2 separate regions of the Neogale vison genome follow, and region 2 is linked to region 1. The links are chromatin contacts, called in public Hi-C maps. All regions are on one chromosome and are shown on one strand. Each heading gives the region's core, a stretch centred on a gene start, on an enhancer-like site or on the middle of the called end of the contact. The rest is flanking DNA. Distances are from core to core; before and after follow the strand shown. Region 1 holds the start of SMARCD1 (SWI/SNF-related matrix-associated actin-dependent regulator of chromatin subfamily D member 1). Region 2 has its middle 40 kb from the start of LIMA1.

What was found. Hi-C and Micro-C count contacts between places; a contact is called where the count stands out from the background.
Region 2: a Hi-C map of fibroblasts shows a contact between it and region 1, with 10 times the contacts expected there. The contact joins the enhancer-like site here to the promoter of SMARCD1 in region 1. A contact is called at or near these places in 2 of 3 Hi-C or Micro-C datasets (fibroblasts and muscle).

Annotation. Positions count from the first base shown.
Region 1 is chr12:86,300,026-86,307,603 of ASM_NN_V1, reverse strand. SMARCD1 (SWI/SNF-related matrix-associated actin-dependent regulator of chromatin subfamily D member 1) reads right to left here and starts at 3,537. Exons shown (of 13, transcript XM_044226683.1): 1 at 3,305-3,537; 2 at 2,459-2,646; 3 at 2,132-2,174; 4 at 1,915-2,037; 5 at 1,341-1,463; 6 at 1-112. The coding sequence starts at 3,481. ASIC1 (acid-sensing ion channel 1) reads right to left here. Exons shown (of 12, transcript XM_044227879.1): 9 at 7,489-7,578; 10 at 6,891-6,970; 11 at 6,699-6,803; 12 at 4,432-6,541. The coding sequence ends at 6,437.
Region 2 is chr12:86,506,569-86,514,146 of ASM_NN_V1, reverse strand. No RefSeq gene overlaps it. Among named protein-coding and RNA genes, the nearest start is that of LIMA1, 40 kb to the right of the region's middle. Within about 2 kb of position 3,621, the one cell type or tissue checked has open chromatin away from gene starts, as enhancers often do. A contact at or near this core is called in fibroblasts, where this site is marked.

The sequences.
Region 1 (7,578 bases), core at 2,288-4,787:
CCAGGTGGTTGTCTGGCCCATACAGGTCTTTGTCCAGTTCGATCACCAAGGACTTAAAAAAGGAAGAGAATTTCCTCTTTTGTTTGGTGGCATCATATTTGGACAAGGCTGACTAGAAGAGAGAGAGGAGGGATCATGTTAGAAAAGGCCAGAAGAAATTCTTCAAGACAAAGTCCCATTAAAAAGGAACCCACAACAGAATGGGAAAAACCTCAAAAATGTCTTCTAGGGGTGCCTGGGTGGCTCAGTGGGTTAAAGCCTCTGCCTTCGGCTCAGGTCATGATCTCAAGGTCCTGGGACTGAGCCCCGCATCGGGCTCTCTGCTCAGTGGGGAGCCTGCTTTCCTTCCTCTCTCTGCCTGACTCTGCCTACTTGTGATCTCTGTCAAATAAATAAATAAAATCTTAAAAAAAAAAATGTCTTCTGAATCTTTCTCAGGAGATGACAAGGTCAGTGTCTGGGGTATTAAACCAATCAGGGTGGCCACAGAACCCTGAAGAAGCAGCCAATTACATGTACAGGGTCACTGACTTACCCACTCTTACCCTTCCCTAAGGGAAATAAGGCAAGTTTAGTCAAACCATTGCCCGTAACAAAGCGAGTCTGAACAGACAAAAGTCTGACTCTAGAGGGGAAATGAATCACAGGCAATAAGCAGCCAGAACAAAAACAGCTTTATTTGGATGGAATGACACCACCAGCAGATGGACTGGACCTATATAGAGAAGGAAGCTCTGATATGGAGCTCCAGTTCTCCTGCAAAAATGTATTCAAATTAGTTTGCTTATGAACAGCTAAAAATAGAGAGTATAAGGAATGGCAGGTGAGCTTCTGGGGTAGGAAGTTTGGGGGCTAACATCTATCAGCAGATGTTCCCCATGAAGCAAAGAGAACAACCCCTCTTAAACTGTGAGAGGTCTCCAGTGAAAGCTGGGAAGGTGGAGATACCACAGTGGGAATCAAGGACCTCAAAGACTCAAAGAGAAAAGCATATCTTCAAGTGCTAAGTGCAAACTCACTTGATTTTAAAGAAACAAAAACCAAAAACTGAATAACCTGCAGATGCTAAGTCCAATGGCCAGCGCCATCAGGAGGAAGGTAAACAACAAATCAAATCCCAGAACAATAAGGTTCTCGATATGATAACACAGCAAGGGCCAAGCTGTGGGAGCCAGATACAAAGAACCATTGTCTTTTAGTGCAGGGAACACGGTGACTCTCTCCCTGCTGTTCCCAACAGGAGCTGTGAGCACCAGTCAGGCTTCCTGCCAACCAGACAACACTGCTTGCTCCCGGCAGCTCCCACCCTAGACGTCAACCACAGTGGACTTTGAACTCACATCCTCCAAGAGCCGTCCTTCTACCCGAAGTTCCCAGGAAGCCACTGTCCCTTCCCCATCCTCGGCATCTGACTTAGCCGGATTGAAAGTGTTAGAAATGAAAATTCGCAGCTTCCGTTTTTGCTGAGGAAAGCAGAAATAGGATTGATGGTGGTTTGATACTGAAGATATGAATTTCCCTAAACCCCCAAATTACTCCTAACAGACTGGCTTACTATCTACCCAGTCCCTGGGGTGGGTGAATAGAGTCCATCTAGAATACAGGCCACTGGCCTGAGTGCAAGTGCATACACAAGGACACCAAACAGACAAAGTCACACAAGGTGCCAGGTTCCCAAGGTAGCAGAGCAATTACGGCAAAAACACGGACAGGGTATATTTCTGGTGCGAGAGATACCAAACGCCCCTCCCCCTTTGCTGTTCAGTTCTAATGTAATTCTCAGTTCGTAGGCGGAAGGGAGATGTAATTTAAATGCCAAAGAGAGCTATGCTGTGCCTTTGATTTCTCATCCTAAGCCTACTGAAGGTTCCAGTCCTCGCCTTTGGCTCTCTGCCCAGCACACTTCTGCATTACCTTGATGGGACGTTTCAAGGCCTCCTGGATATCTAGCCGTTTCCTCATGATAGTCTGGTCCAGCTTCCTTTCAAAAGCCAAAAGATCCATATATGCCTGGGATTCTGGTACCAGTTCACGAATCTTGGGAACAAAAAGATACCACTGGGATCTAGAGCTGACCACTTCTATTTTCAATTTCAGCACATCCTCAAGAAGACTTATAGCCTGGACTCACCCTTTGAGGTAGAATTTTGTCAGCCATCTTCTTTTTCTTTGCACTGTTTGGAATAAATACTGTTATCAGGTTGGGATGAACTAGCCAGAACATGAAGACAGACTGGTCAGCACCTCCGTTTATAGGAAAATGAAGGGACTGCAAAGCGTCTCTCAAATCAAAGACACTCCGCCCACCCCCACCCCCACCCATGTGAGGCATTCTGGAGAATGAGCACCCATCTGCTGACACAGCACCACCACTTCTGGGTTCAGGTTCTCCCATCACCTGTGTCCTCATGGGCTGCCTCCCTCCTTCCCTCCCTCCCACGCCCCAGGGTCATCTTACTTGTGGTTTCGATTTTGGACCGCCTGCTGCTGGACCTGCTGTATCTGCTGAGGTGCAGGTCTCTTGCGGGACTGGTCCATCCCTGACTGGGCCAGGCCAGGTCGGACTGAGGGGTTCCCCCCATAGCCAGGGGGTCCCATGGAAGGTCCCTGAGGTGTCATTCGGCTGCCTGGCAGCATACCTGGTCTCTATAGAGAGGAGAGGACCCAGAGATGTCATGGCTTCCCTACTAACCCCACCAAGAAAAAGTGGGAGATGCCTGAGTTCTTTGAATGAACAAAGCTGGGGGTGGGGTGGAGCACAATGGGAGGAGAACCCTCTGTCTCTGAAATCCAAGTAACTGAAGCTTGCTGTACTCCAGGTACAATTCCACAGGAGAATATAGCCCCAAAGCTAACAGACAGCCAGATTACACTCAAATGCTCCCCAGTCTATTTTGTATCTGACACATTAGGCATCTTCTTTAAGTCCCACATTTACTCAGATGGTACTGCCAGCTATTGGCTCCTTAGAAGCTGACCTCAATTTGCTAGCTACACCTATGTTCCTCCGGGTATTGGAGCTGCCCCAGCCCTTTTGCATTCCGGTCCTCACAAGCCCACCTTTGGCCCCACTTCATCCACGTTGTTTCGTACCCTGACTCCCCAACGGAAACAATGCTCCCAGGAGCAGGTTGGGGATGCTAACGCCTCCCTTCCCTTCCTCCGCACTGCCTCCCCTCACCCCCACTCAGGGCCCGAATCCCTCCCGAGAGAGTCCCTCCTACTTCTCCCCCACCCCTGTCACTCCCAGGCCCCCGCTCGGCCCCGCCCCCGGCCCGCGCGCCCCTCCTCCTGCCCCACTCACCGGATAGGCCGCTCCGGGCATCGGGGAGCGGTACAGCCCTTGACCCGGCGCCGGGCCCATTCGCACGGGAGGCCCCGGAGTCCCGCCCGGACCCAGGGCAGCCGCAGCGCCCGCCCCTCCTGAGGCTCCGGCGCCGCCGCTCGGAGCCACAGACTGGAAACCCGCCCGGGCCGCCATCTTCCCCGGAGCCGCGGCTGCAGCTGCACAAAGAACCGGAACCGGAACTCCCCCCGCCCCCCGCGCGCCCCCCGCGTGCCTGTCTGTCCGCCCGGCCGGCCGGCCGGCACGGGAGGCTCAGGGCAGCGAGACTGTGGGCTAGAGGGGTGGGGGAGACTAGCGGAAAAGGCGTGCTGACCACTCCCTCCCGTATTCGCGGTCCGGGAGGGAAGACCATAGAGAAGAACTCTGGGATAGAGAGGCTCTGTGAGCGGGCGCCCCCAGGCCGACAGGAGGAAGACAAGGCCCTGGAAAGGGGGACCACACCTCAGCCTCAGCGCTCTGATGACGGAGGTGATGGAATAACTGCTTCATGCAGGCACGGGAGATTTAACTTTCCAAAGTACTTTGTTTTTCGTTTCCTTCTCTTACTGCTGTAAGCCTGTGGGGCTGAAGAGGAGAATGCACTGTTTATTCCATTTTACAAACCGGAAAGCTGATCTTAGTGAATGATTTGGCAAAGATCAACCGCAAGTTAGCAGTAGAGTCAAAGCCCAGAATCCAGATCTTCAAGCTCAGAGCCCAGGGCTCATTCCACAGATGCAGTGCCTCAATAACTACGCCAAACCAGAATTTGAACCCAACTTTGTCTCTGACCTCTAAAACCTAACCTGCTTCCAGATTTTATTTTGGATTTTGACCCCGTCCCCTCTCCAAAGAATCCTTTGTACTAGGACTTCTCTTTGGGACTTCTCTTGCTTTTGACCTCTCCCTCTTTCCCCGCCCATTGGTTGAAACCATTCCTGGTGCCGTGGCCAGTCCGCCCCACCCTAGGAGGACCAGAGTCTCCATGCTTAAGCCTCCTCACTTCTCCCTGTTTGGCTCCAAGCTCAGCTCAACTCTAGGTACTTCGTGGAAAGGCCTAAACACTATTAAGCTCTATTCAAATAAGAGAAAAACGACACTGAAGAGATGGTTGAAACCCAGTTTATTAGACCAGAGGCATGCGTCACCCATCGCCCTGCCTGCTGTTCCCCATCTGGTGCACATCCATTGGCCTGCTCCTGCTTCCCTCTGGAGAGGTCTGATCTCCAAGAAACTTCTAGGAACCAAGAGTTCCCGGAAATCCCATAGTCTCACTCTCCAGCTCCAGGCCAATGCACAGTTGACCTGCGGAAGTCCTGTTCTGGGGCTGGAGACCAAGAGACATTTGGGCAGAGAAGGCCTGGGAAGGGGTAGGGCTCTGGCCTAGGAGGAGTGCCTGGGTGAGGGGGCATGGCAGGCCCTCTACCTCATTCATTTCTCATTAAGATAGGAAGAGAGGGACAGAACAGCAAAGCTTTCAACTACCCTTCTAGGCCTTTACCATTACCAAACTGTACCTCACCAGAAAATATAAGTGGTGGTCTTGGGTATCAGTGGAGGAAAGGAGGCTTGGCACCCATTAGAAAGGAAAGGTCAGTGACTGAGGACCTCAACTTCTGCTTGTCAGCACCCCACTGTTCCAGCTACAAGAGTCACCAATCCACCACTCCCCTGTCTCTGATACCCTTGTTTTAGTGTGTAGAGCAGATTTCCATTCCCTGGTTGGGGGCTCTGTCTGTAGCTACCCCTTCCCTGGGGAGGCCATAGTCAGCCAGGCAAAGGGCACTGGGATGGTTGAATGGAGAGGGAATGTTAAGGCTACAGGGATAGCATAGGGGTCCCGGGGTTGGCGGGAGACGGTGAGGCCAGAAAGAGGCAGAGCTTGTGATTCACAGCTTCCTTTATGTCGCCACCGAGACAGTGCGAAGGTTACAATGCGCGTGTCGTCTCCTTGTGCTTCTCAGAGGGATGTGTGTACACAGTACAGACACCAGGGGAGAAAGTCCAACTCTTTATACAGGCGAAGGCATTCAGAGACCAGGGAGGGAGTAGAAACACAGAAAGGGGAACTTTGGGTGGGAGGATGGTTCTTGGAGACAAGAGGGGATGGGGTAGAGACAGACAGAGTTAGGGGAAAGTATATACAGAGATATAGCAATATAGAGTCTGTATCATATAGAAATAGAAAATGCAGATGAGGTTGTTGAGAGAAGCAAATGAAGTTGGGGAAGAGGACTTGGGAGAGTTCCATAAGAAAATTTATGGATGTGGCCCTCTGCAGGGGCCCCTGGGAGAGGGACCAGTGAGGTTAGGCACCAGTGCCCCTCTCCCTGAGCTGGAAGCCAACCAGCTAGATCTTTCATGGGATGGTAGAGGAGTGCTACCTCTTAGGATTTCTTTCCAGCAGTTCAGGGTTGGGAGTGAACTTAAAGGTATCAGGATGCGGCCTACAGCACCAGGGCCACATCTTCTCCCCATCATCCACTACTTCAGGGGATCCCCCACCCTCAACTCCCCAGAGACTTCACATGTAAGGGGGGGGATGGAGCTTAGGGTCTTAGTTCCCTCCTGGAGACTTGGGGTTGGGGGGGGTCACTGGGCTGAGAGGGTCTCTTAAGGCTGGGGAAGCCCCCCCCACTAGCCCTCCCCTTCAAGGTACATTCTCTGGTTTGGGGCCAAATTTCAGACCCCAAGGATCTCCTCCACCCCCCACTGGGAGGGGCTTTGGTGACTGGTGGCAGCAGAATGTAGGTGGACACTCAGATGACAGATAGCCAGACAGACAGAATTTAGGCTGGGAGCTGGGGGAGGCAGCATGGAGCAGAGAGGGGCAGCCTGAGGTCACCTGCCCCATTCTCTCTTTTTAGTTTAGTTTAGTTTTTTAGATTAGTTTCAGTAAAAATAAAAAGAATGGGATAGAGGCAGGGAGAGGACTCTATGGTCAAGATTCCTTCCTCACCACAGACAAGAGGAAAGGACTGCCCAGGAGTAGGGTTCTACCTTGGGAGGGGGAGTGAGTCCCCAGGGCAGATTTTGGAGGGGCGTGGCCCAGGGCCCCCTTATTGTCCTAGCCCTCCCCACCTAGGCCTTTGGTACGGTGGCCTGCGGGGCTCAGCAGGTAAAGTCCTCAAAAGTGCCTCGGGCCGGATGGTGAGGTAGGATGTTGGCAGCGTAGGTCATCCCAGCGGGGTGGCCCCGGAGGCTCTCACACGGGTTCTAGGGGACAGGCACAGGACAGGGACTGATTATCAGAAAAGCCACAGGTGGTCCTGGGGCGTGGGGGAGGCAGAGGAGAAAAGGTGGCAAGGGTGGGGGGGACCTGGGGTGGGGGGGAAGGGCGGGGCTGGAGGGCACCTCTGACTCGCTCCCTCACATGTCTTTTGACGTCATCCAGGCTAAGGGCCACGCCCTTGTCGGCGCTGCTCCTTTTGGCCTCCTTCTGGCACTTTCCTCTTCTGCACAGCTTGTGCTTAATGACCTGGGACGGAGGCGGGGCGGTGAGTGGTGGGACTGGCTGGAACCCCGCCCCTACTGTGACCCCACGCAATGCCCCGCCCCTGCTTACCTCATAGGCGTAGTCAAAGAGCTCCAGTACCGTGAGGATGCTGGCCCCAATGAACAGCCCCATCTGGCCCCCGATGTCACCTGTGGGGGTGGGGAGGCGGAGGGCGGAGGATCATGGGAAGGTCAGTGGTGTGAGGATACCACGGAGCAGCAGAGCTCTCTGGGACAGGGGCAGGCAAGTGGTATTTGCAGAAAGATCTACAGCCTTTGTACAGAAGGAGCACAAAGCAATTCTGGTGGGGGTTCTTTTTTTTTTTTCTCTATGTTTGTCTGCATTTTCCTACTTTTCTAAAGCGGACAGGTATTATTCAGAAAATAGAAAATACCCCAACATTCATTCTCTGGGTAAATTTTCAAAGGCTTATGAAATAGTTCCCCATTCATGCCCACAGGACTATCTCTTCCACTTTGCCCTAAGAGAAGGTTCAGCCCCATATTCCCACTACATACCAAGACAATAGAGTTTGGGGGGAGGCCGTAAGTGGGGGGGGCCAGGGGAAGAAGGAACTTGTGGGACAGAGATGGGCAGCCTCTTTGGGCGGTAGGGTGTCGCACCATGCCTGTGACATGGGAAGGGGACAGTGCCATAAGCAGCTCACCCAGGAGCCCTGCAATTTCATAGGCCTTCTTCTGCTCAATAGTCTCATAGTTGAGGACTTCAAAGAAAATGTCCAGCACCAGGATGTTCT
Region 2 (7,578 bases), core at 2,372-4,871, 210 kb before region 1:
AAGGGTGTATGTGCCTTGGAATCCCAAGATCCCATCTCTTGGGTATATGTCCTAGAAGAAAGTGTCATGTGGATTATCATGGGAACATATACAAAAGTTCATCCAGCTTTTTTCAAGATAGCAATAGGGAGGTAAAAGCAATGCAGGCATTTTAACCAGGGGAACAGTTACATAAAAGATGGTGGATGCAGGCTGTGGAAGAAATGTAGCAACTAAAAGCAACAAACTAGGTATAAACAAGGCACAGAGATAGATTTTAAACACATAATATTAAGTTAGAAGAGAAAAACAAGGCTATTTAAAGCAAAATATTATTTGTGGGTATTAAAAACAAATACACACCTTTGTATATATGTATATACCTCTTCCCATAGCTCTTCCTAAAAACTACACACAGGAAAAAAAGAAAGCAATGAAAATTCCTACAACTGATACTAAAATGTGGGGAGAAAATCCTACAGTCTCTAATTTATTTTTTTAAGATTTTATTTATTTGGGGCGCCTGGGTGGCTCAGTGGGTTAAGCCGCTGCCTTCGGCTCAGGTCATGATCTCGGGGTCCTGGGATCGAGTCCCGCATCGGGCTCTCTGCTCAACAGGGAGCCTGCTTCCTCCTCTCTCTCTGCCTGCCTCTCTGCCTACTTGTGATCTCTCTCTGTCAAATAAATAAATAAAATCTTTTAAAAAAAAAAAAGATTTTATTTATTTATTTGAGAGAGACAGAGAGAGAGAGAGCACAGAGAGTGAGAGGGAAAAGCAGACACCCCGCTAAGCAGAGAGCCAGACATGGGGTGGATCCCAGGACCCTAAGGTCATGACCTTAGCTGAAGGCAGACACTTAACAGACTTGAACCTCTCAGGCTACCCCCCTCCACAGTCTGTAATTTAAAAGCAGTTGGGAAAGATAAAGTAGAGACCATCCAGAACCCCCCAAGTGTATCAAGGTCAAAGAATCTGTTTGAAGAGGGTAGAGAACGTGTAGTCTTAGTGTTGGTAGAACCTGATAACATCAACAAGGGTTTGCTACCAAAGTAGCCATTAGTGGGAACAGCTGAGAGCTGGTGTGAAACCTGGCAGATCAGTACTGGTAACAGGAGTAAAAACATACGGCTTTGGAAAATTCAGGAGGAACATGGGTATAGTCTTGGTTAAACGTGACTTTCAGGAGAAAGAGAAAGAGACTACTTTTGAAAGTAGTCATTGTTCCTTGAAGACAGCAGCCAGTGGCCAATGGAAGAAAGAAAAGAAGTAACTGGTAATAAGTACCCCAGTGAAAAAACAAACAGGAGAATCAGAAATCGGACCACCAAAAAAAAAGTACTTAAGAAAACTGCTTTTCACCATAGCAACAGAAGAGGGAGCCCTTGAGCTGGGAAAAAAACAAAACAAAACAAAACAAAACCCAAAACTGGGAGGCCTTGAAACCCTGTCCATTTTCCCTTGAAAGATCTGTTAAAAGCTGATTCAGAAAAATCCAGCATATTCAAGGATGAGTAACAATAACAAAAATTCAGTATCCACACAAAATTACTATAAGAAAACATGCACACACAATCACAGTTTCAACAGATGAAAGCATACCAGAAAAAATTATGTCTCGAAGCAGAAACCAAGACTAAACGACAAGATACATAAGTGTAGTGGGTCCTGTAGAATCCTCTCCATATACCCTCTTCAGTACTGAGGCACTCATAATCCAGGTTGCTAGAAAGCTGGTGGCTGAGTCCTTCTCTGGGAATTATCTTTGGCCAAAAAAAAAATTTCCTTACCCAAGGTCAAATCCTCTTCCCAATGTCTACCTGTATCCAATGACTTGTTCATGCCAAGATATCTGAGGGCCTTACCTCAAGGTGGGGCAACTTTTTTTTTAAGGGTAGGAAGGGCCTTTATTGTTTACTATAGGAAGTGAAAGAGGAGGGGACATGACAGCTCTGGCTGGGGTGTGGGGGTGGGGACTCCAAAGATGTCTTCCATCGTTGTGCCCCCAAAGCAAGGTGGGACAATTCTGAAGGGCCATCCCAACTTCAAAACTCCTCATGGGATGAGCTGAGACCTGTTGTGACTTTATAACACAAAAAGCTATAATTCACTATGAAGATAAAAGACTCATATCTGTGCAATAAATAATATAGCAACAACTTTTATAAAGTAGTAACTACAGAAGATTAGAGAAATGGAAAATTTAATAATCACTTTAACACATCTCTCTCAGTCCAAGACAATCCAAGAAATAACAGCAACAAAAAAAAGTATGAATTAGGAGAACTAAACAATGTTGGTCTGTAAGACAATCTTATAAGACAGATAAAAAGTTTATCATATTTACTATAAAATATTACATCATGGTATATTAATTATCTATTGCTGCAAAACAAATTACCTCCAAAATCTGGTGGCTTAAAACAACACACATATATAATCTCACAAGTTCTGTGGGTCAGGAGTTCAGTACCGGCTTGAATGGCTGGTTCTGGCTTAAGGTCTCTCATGAGGTTGGAGTCAAGAGTTTGGCTGGGGCTGCAGTCATCTGAGAGCTTGACTGTGGCTGGAGGATCTGCTTCTAAATTGGCTCAGGCACATAGTTTTTGGCTAAAGGCCATAAAGACATCTCCAAAGAGCCTCTTAATATGTGATACGCAAGGGAGTAACACAAATGAGCCGAGAGAAATAGAAAGGATGAAGCCACGATGCTTTTTTATGACCTAGACTCAAAAAGTGCCACACTGTCATTTTTGCCACATTCTGTTTATTAGCAGCAAGTCCCTAAGTACTGTCCATGTTCAAGGACACCTTTTGAAGAGAGGAATACCAAAGAATTAATCAATTATGTTTTAAAACCACCAGAGAGGGGCACCTGGATGGCTCAGTCATTAAGCATCTGCCTTTGGCTTGGGTCATGATCCCAGGGTCCTGTGATTAAGCCCAGCACCAGGTTCCCTGCTCAGCAGGAAGCCTGCTTCTCCTTCCCCAATGCCCCCCACCTCCAGCTTGTGTTCCCTTTCACTCTGTCTCTCTCTCTGTCAAATAAATAAATAAACCCACAGATGATATACCTACCAAAAGTAAAAATTTGAATTTTATTCTATCAAGATAAAAAATTGATCTTTGGGGCACCCGAGTGGCTCAGTGGGTTAAGCTTCTGCCTTCGGCTCAGGTCATGATTTCAGGGTCCTGGGATTGAGCCCCACATCAGGCTCTCTTCTTAGCAGGGAGTCTGCTTCCCTCTCTCTCTCTCTCTCTGCCTACTTGTGCTCTCTCTCTCTGTCAAATAAATAAAATCTTTAAAAAAATTGGTCTTTGGATATATAGTCTACTATCACTACTGAGATAACAGAAATTTCTTTTTTTAATTTTATTTTATTTTTTGATAACAGAAGTTTCTTAAATCACAAAAATACTCTACCACAAAAGCCTGTTAACTTAAAAAAAAAAAAAAAAACCTGTTCGTTTTTGAGTCCTGTATTCACAGTAGTCATTCAACAGGTATAAGGAAGGAAGAGTGGGAAGATAAAAAGTTACAACAAGAAATAAACAGAAACTATATATGGTCAGCATGACTCACTAACAGGAATGCTCCAACATTATCTGACTTGTTTGGAAGACAAAGACCTTGTAAATAGTGCAATTGAAGGATTTGGACCTGGTCCTGCTTGAGTTTAAAGGGCTTTGCCTTGATCAAGAGCCTCAAGCAGAGGATATGAGGATAAATATAAAATATTAAGTCTTTTTTGTATGTATGTGGTGATCATTTCCAACTAGGATAAAGCTACTTATGAAAGACCTTATCATTCTTTTCTATCTAGTTTACCTGTTCAATAAATGAGCTAACAGGTAATCAAGATAAAGAAACATGGTCAGCCTTCATTTCAAGAACCAATTTATAATTCCAAGTGCTGAACTAAAGCCCTAGCTTCCAATTCTGCTAGGTGAATGAGCTACTCGAGTTCATAGTTCTTTTTTTTTTTTTTTAAGATTTTATTTATTTATTTGACATGGAGAGAAAAAGATCACATGTAGAGAGGGGGAGGCAGGCTCCCTGATGAACAGAGAGCCTGATGCAGGGCTTGATCCCAGGATCCTGAGATCATAACCCAAGCTGAAGGCAGAGGCTTAACCATCTGAGCCACCCAGACATCCCTGCAGTTCATAGTTCTAATTCTACTGACCTTCTATTTTAAAAGCTCAGATTGGGGGCACCTGGATGGCTCAGTCATTTAAGCAACCGATTCGTGATTTCCACTCAGATCATTATCTCAGGGCCATGGGATTGAGACTCCAGTTGGGCTCCTCACTTAGCAGGGAGTCTGTTTCTCGCTCCCTCTGCCCCCCCCCACCCCGCTTACACTCTGTCTCCAAAATAAATCAATCTTTAAAAAAAAAAAAAAAAAGCAAACAAACTCAGGTTTACCAGATCCTGGCATTGTCTAATACTTAAAGAGTAAAATCAATCAAACAACCCTAAAACACAATTCTATTCTTCTCTAATAAATCAAATGAAAAAGTCTCCCAGAGAGAGGAGATAAATTGAGTACATCTGGGACTTCTTTCATGGTGAAGAATCTGCGAATTACCATTTAGAACCAGAGCACAATTACTACAAGCTTCTTATCACATTTAAATGATTTGAATAAACAGTTTGCTTTGGAGTTGAGGTCAGTTCCCATAAGGCTATACCCTGGATGAGCTTGACGACGTTTTCTCACTCCTTGGGAAAGCATTATACATATTTATTCCAACGTGCTTTAACTCAATCCAATATTCTACACGATTATCCAACGGACCTAATTCTGAGGATATTGCTTTTATGTCAGGATCTGAAAAATGTCAATCATGTTTCTGACAATTACAATAACTAAAACTTTTAGTTCCTTCCACCCTACTTTTCCCAGATTATTTACAAAGAAAGAATATTTTAGGACCAACTTAAAACACATATGATACAAAGAGTAATACATCTGGGGTCTACTAACAGAGTATAGGATCTTATGTAAGTCATCTAACCTCTTTTTGCTTCAATTTCCAATGTCTAAAATGTCAGTTGTAATATCACCAGATTATAATAAACAATTAATGACTTAATGTTGGCTCAGCTCGTTTCAACAAAATCTAAAGAATTCAAATTGCATGTTTTATTGCAGGAGCTGGCAATGTATAGCCTGTAGGCCAAATCTGGCCCATGGCATATTCTATATGGTTCACAAGCCAAAATAGTTTTTACGTTTTTAAAGAATTCTACAGGTAAGAAGAGGAGAAGAAGCAGCAACAAAGACGGTACACAGTCCACAGAGCCAAAAATATTTACTGTAAGTTGTCCCTTTACATAAATAGCTGACACCTATGTTCTACTGGATTCAGCTATCATGAAAACATAATATTGTTAAGACAAATACTGTATGAGTTCACTCACACGTGGAATTTAAGAAACAAAACAGGTGAACATAGGGGAAGGAAGAAGAAAAAAAAGGGTACCTGGGTGGCTCAGTTGGTTGACCGCCTTCGGCTCAGGTCAAGATAACTAGAGTCCCAGGATCAAGTCCCATATTGAGCTCCCTGAGCAGCATGGAGTCTGCTTCTCCCTTTGACCCTCCCTCCATGTTCTCTCTCTCTCAAATAAATGAATAAAATCTTTTAGAAAAAGAAAGAAAAGGGAGGGAAACAAACCATAAGAGACGATTAACTATAGAGAACAAACTGAGGGTTGCTGGAGGGGAAGTAGGTGTGTGGTGGGCTAAATGGGTGAAGGCTATTAAGGAAAGCACTTGCTGTGATGAGCCCCGTGCATTATAAATAAGTGATAAATCACAGAATTCTACTTCTAAAACCAATATTACACTATATGTTATTAGAATTTAAATAAAAACCTGAAACATAAAACAAAAATGTGTGTGTGTGTGTGTATGTGTCTATAGATAGATAGGTGTATATAATTCAAAGTCATACCATATTATGGACAGTTATGGGAGAAAGAAAGAGGAAACTGTATTTGAGATAATTCATTCAATAAATATTTGAGTATCTACACATGGGCTAAGCACTGGTGATACAATATTGAACAATCAGATAATCCCTGCTGTCATGGACTGCAAGAAAGCAGTAGGGAGACAAATAAGAAATTACCATATTTTTAAAAGTTTATTTCAATTCTAGTTAGTTATCATACAATAAAACATTGGTTTCAGGAGAATTCAGTGATTCATCACTTACATACAATACCTAGTGCTCATCATAACAAGTGCCCTCCTTAATCCCCATCACCCATCTAGTCCATCCCCCACCCACCTCCCTCCATCACTCCTCAGTTTGTTCTTTATCATTAAAAGTCCCTTATGGTTTGTTTCTCTCTCTCTTTCTTTCTTCCTCCTCCCATATGTTCATCTGCTTTGTTTCTTAAATCCCTCAAATGAGTGAAATCATATGGTATTTGTCTCTCTTACTTTGCAATTATAAGGTTTTTTGATAAATTCAATAATAATGGGTACATTTACAGATTAACAAGAGATTGTAGAATGGGTGTCAAAGGAAGATTTCCAAAGGAATGAACACCAGGATGGTGAATGAGGAAAAGGAATTAATCACGTGAAATAGGGGAAGAAAAAAGTATTACAGTTTAAGAGACCTTCAGGCAAAGATTCAAAGGCCATGGGGAGCACTGTGTATTTGACAACCTAAAGGTCAGAAGTGCTGGGAACTGCCTTGTAGGAAAGTGGGAGTGAAGGTAGTGAACTAAGAAATGAGACTAGAGATGTATACAGGCATCAGGTCATATTAAGAGTTTTACATTCTATACTGAGAATAATGAGAAGCAGTGGATAGTAATGAGAAGCAGTGGATAGATTCTAAGCTGAGGAATAACAATAAAGTTTTCATTTTAGAGCACATACTCTGGTGGCATAAAGAATGGATTGGAGGGGACAAGACACAGAAAAACTAGCTAATGGGGGCGCTTGGGTGGCTCAGTGGGTTAAAGCCTCTGCCTTTAGCTCAGGTCATGATCCCAGGGTCCTGGGATCAAGCCCCACATCGGACTCTCTGCTCAGCAGGGAGCCTGCTTCCTCCTCTCTCTCTGTTTATTTGTGATCTCTGTCTGTCATATAAGTAAATAAAATCTTTAAAAGAAAGAAAGAAAGAAAGAAAGAAAGAAAGAAAGAAAGAAAGAAAGAAAAACTAGCTAATGAAGCTGTGCATGCCTAATCCATGTGAAAAATGGAATGTACTGGTACTAGCTGGTACCAGATAGAGTATACCATACCAACTACTAGTTATTCTTGCTCAGCTCCAAATCCTTCCCCCTCCCCCACCAAATCCTTCTATACTTTGCTTTTTGGTGCTGTCTGTAGAACTTTACTAAATCTGGAATTTATTTGATATGAGATACGGATGGTATTACTATTTTGCTATTTGAACACCCAATTGTTCAAACACTCCTTACTGAATAACTCATCAGCCAGTGATCTGAATGCCATCTTTAATCATATATCAAATGAATCCTTAAAGGTAGAGAAAGCCCTATTTTCTATTTCACTGATTTACCCACATAAGTACCAATAATACTGAAGAGACCCCTCTTCCCTTCCCCCTAC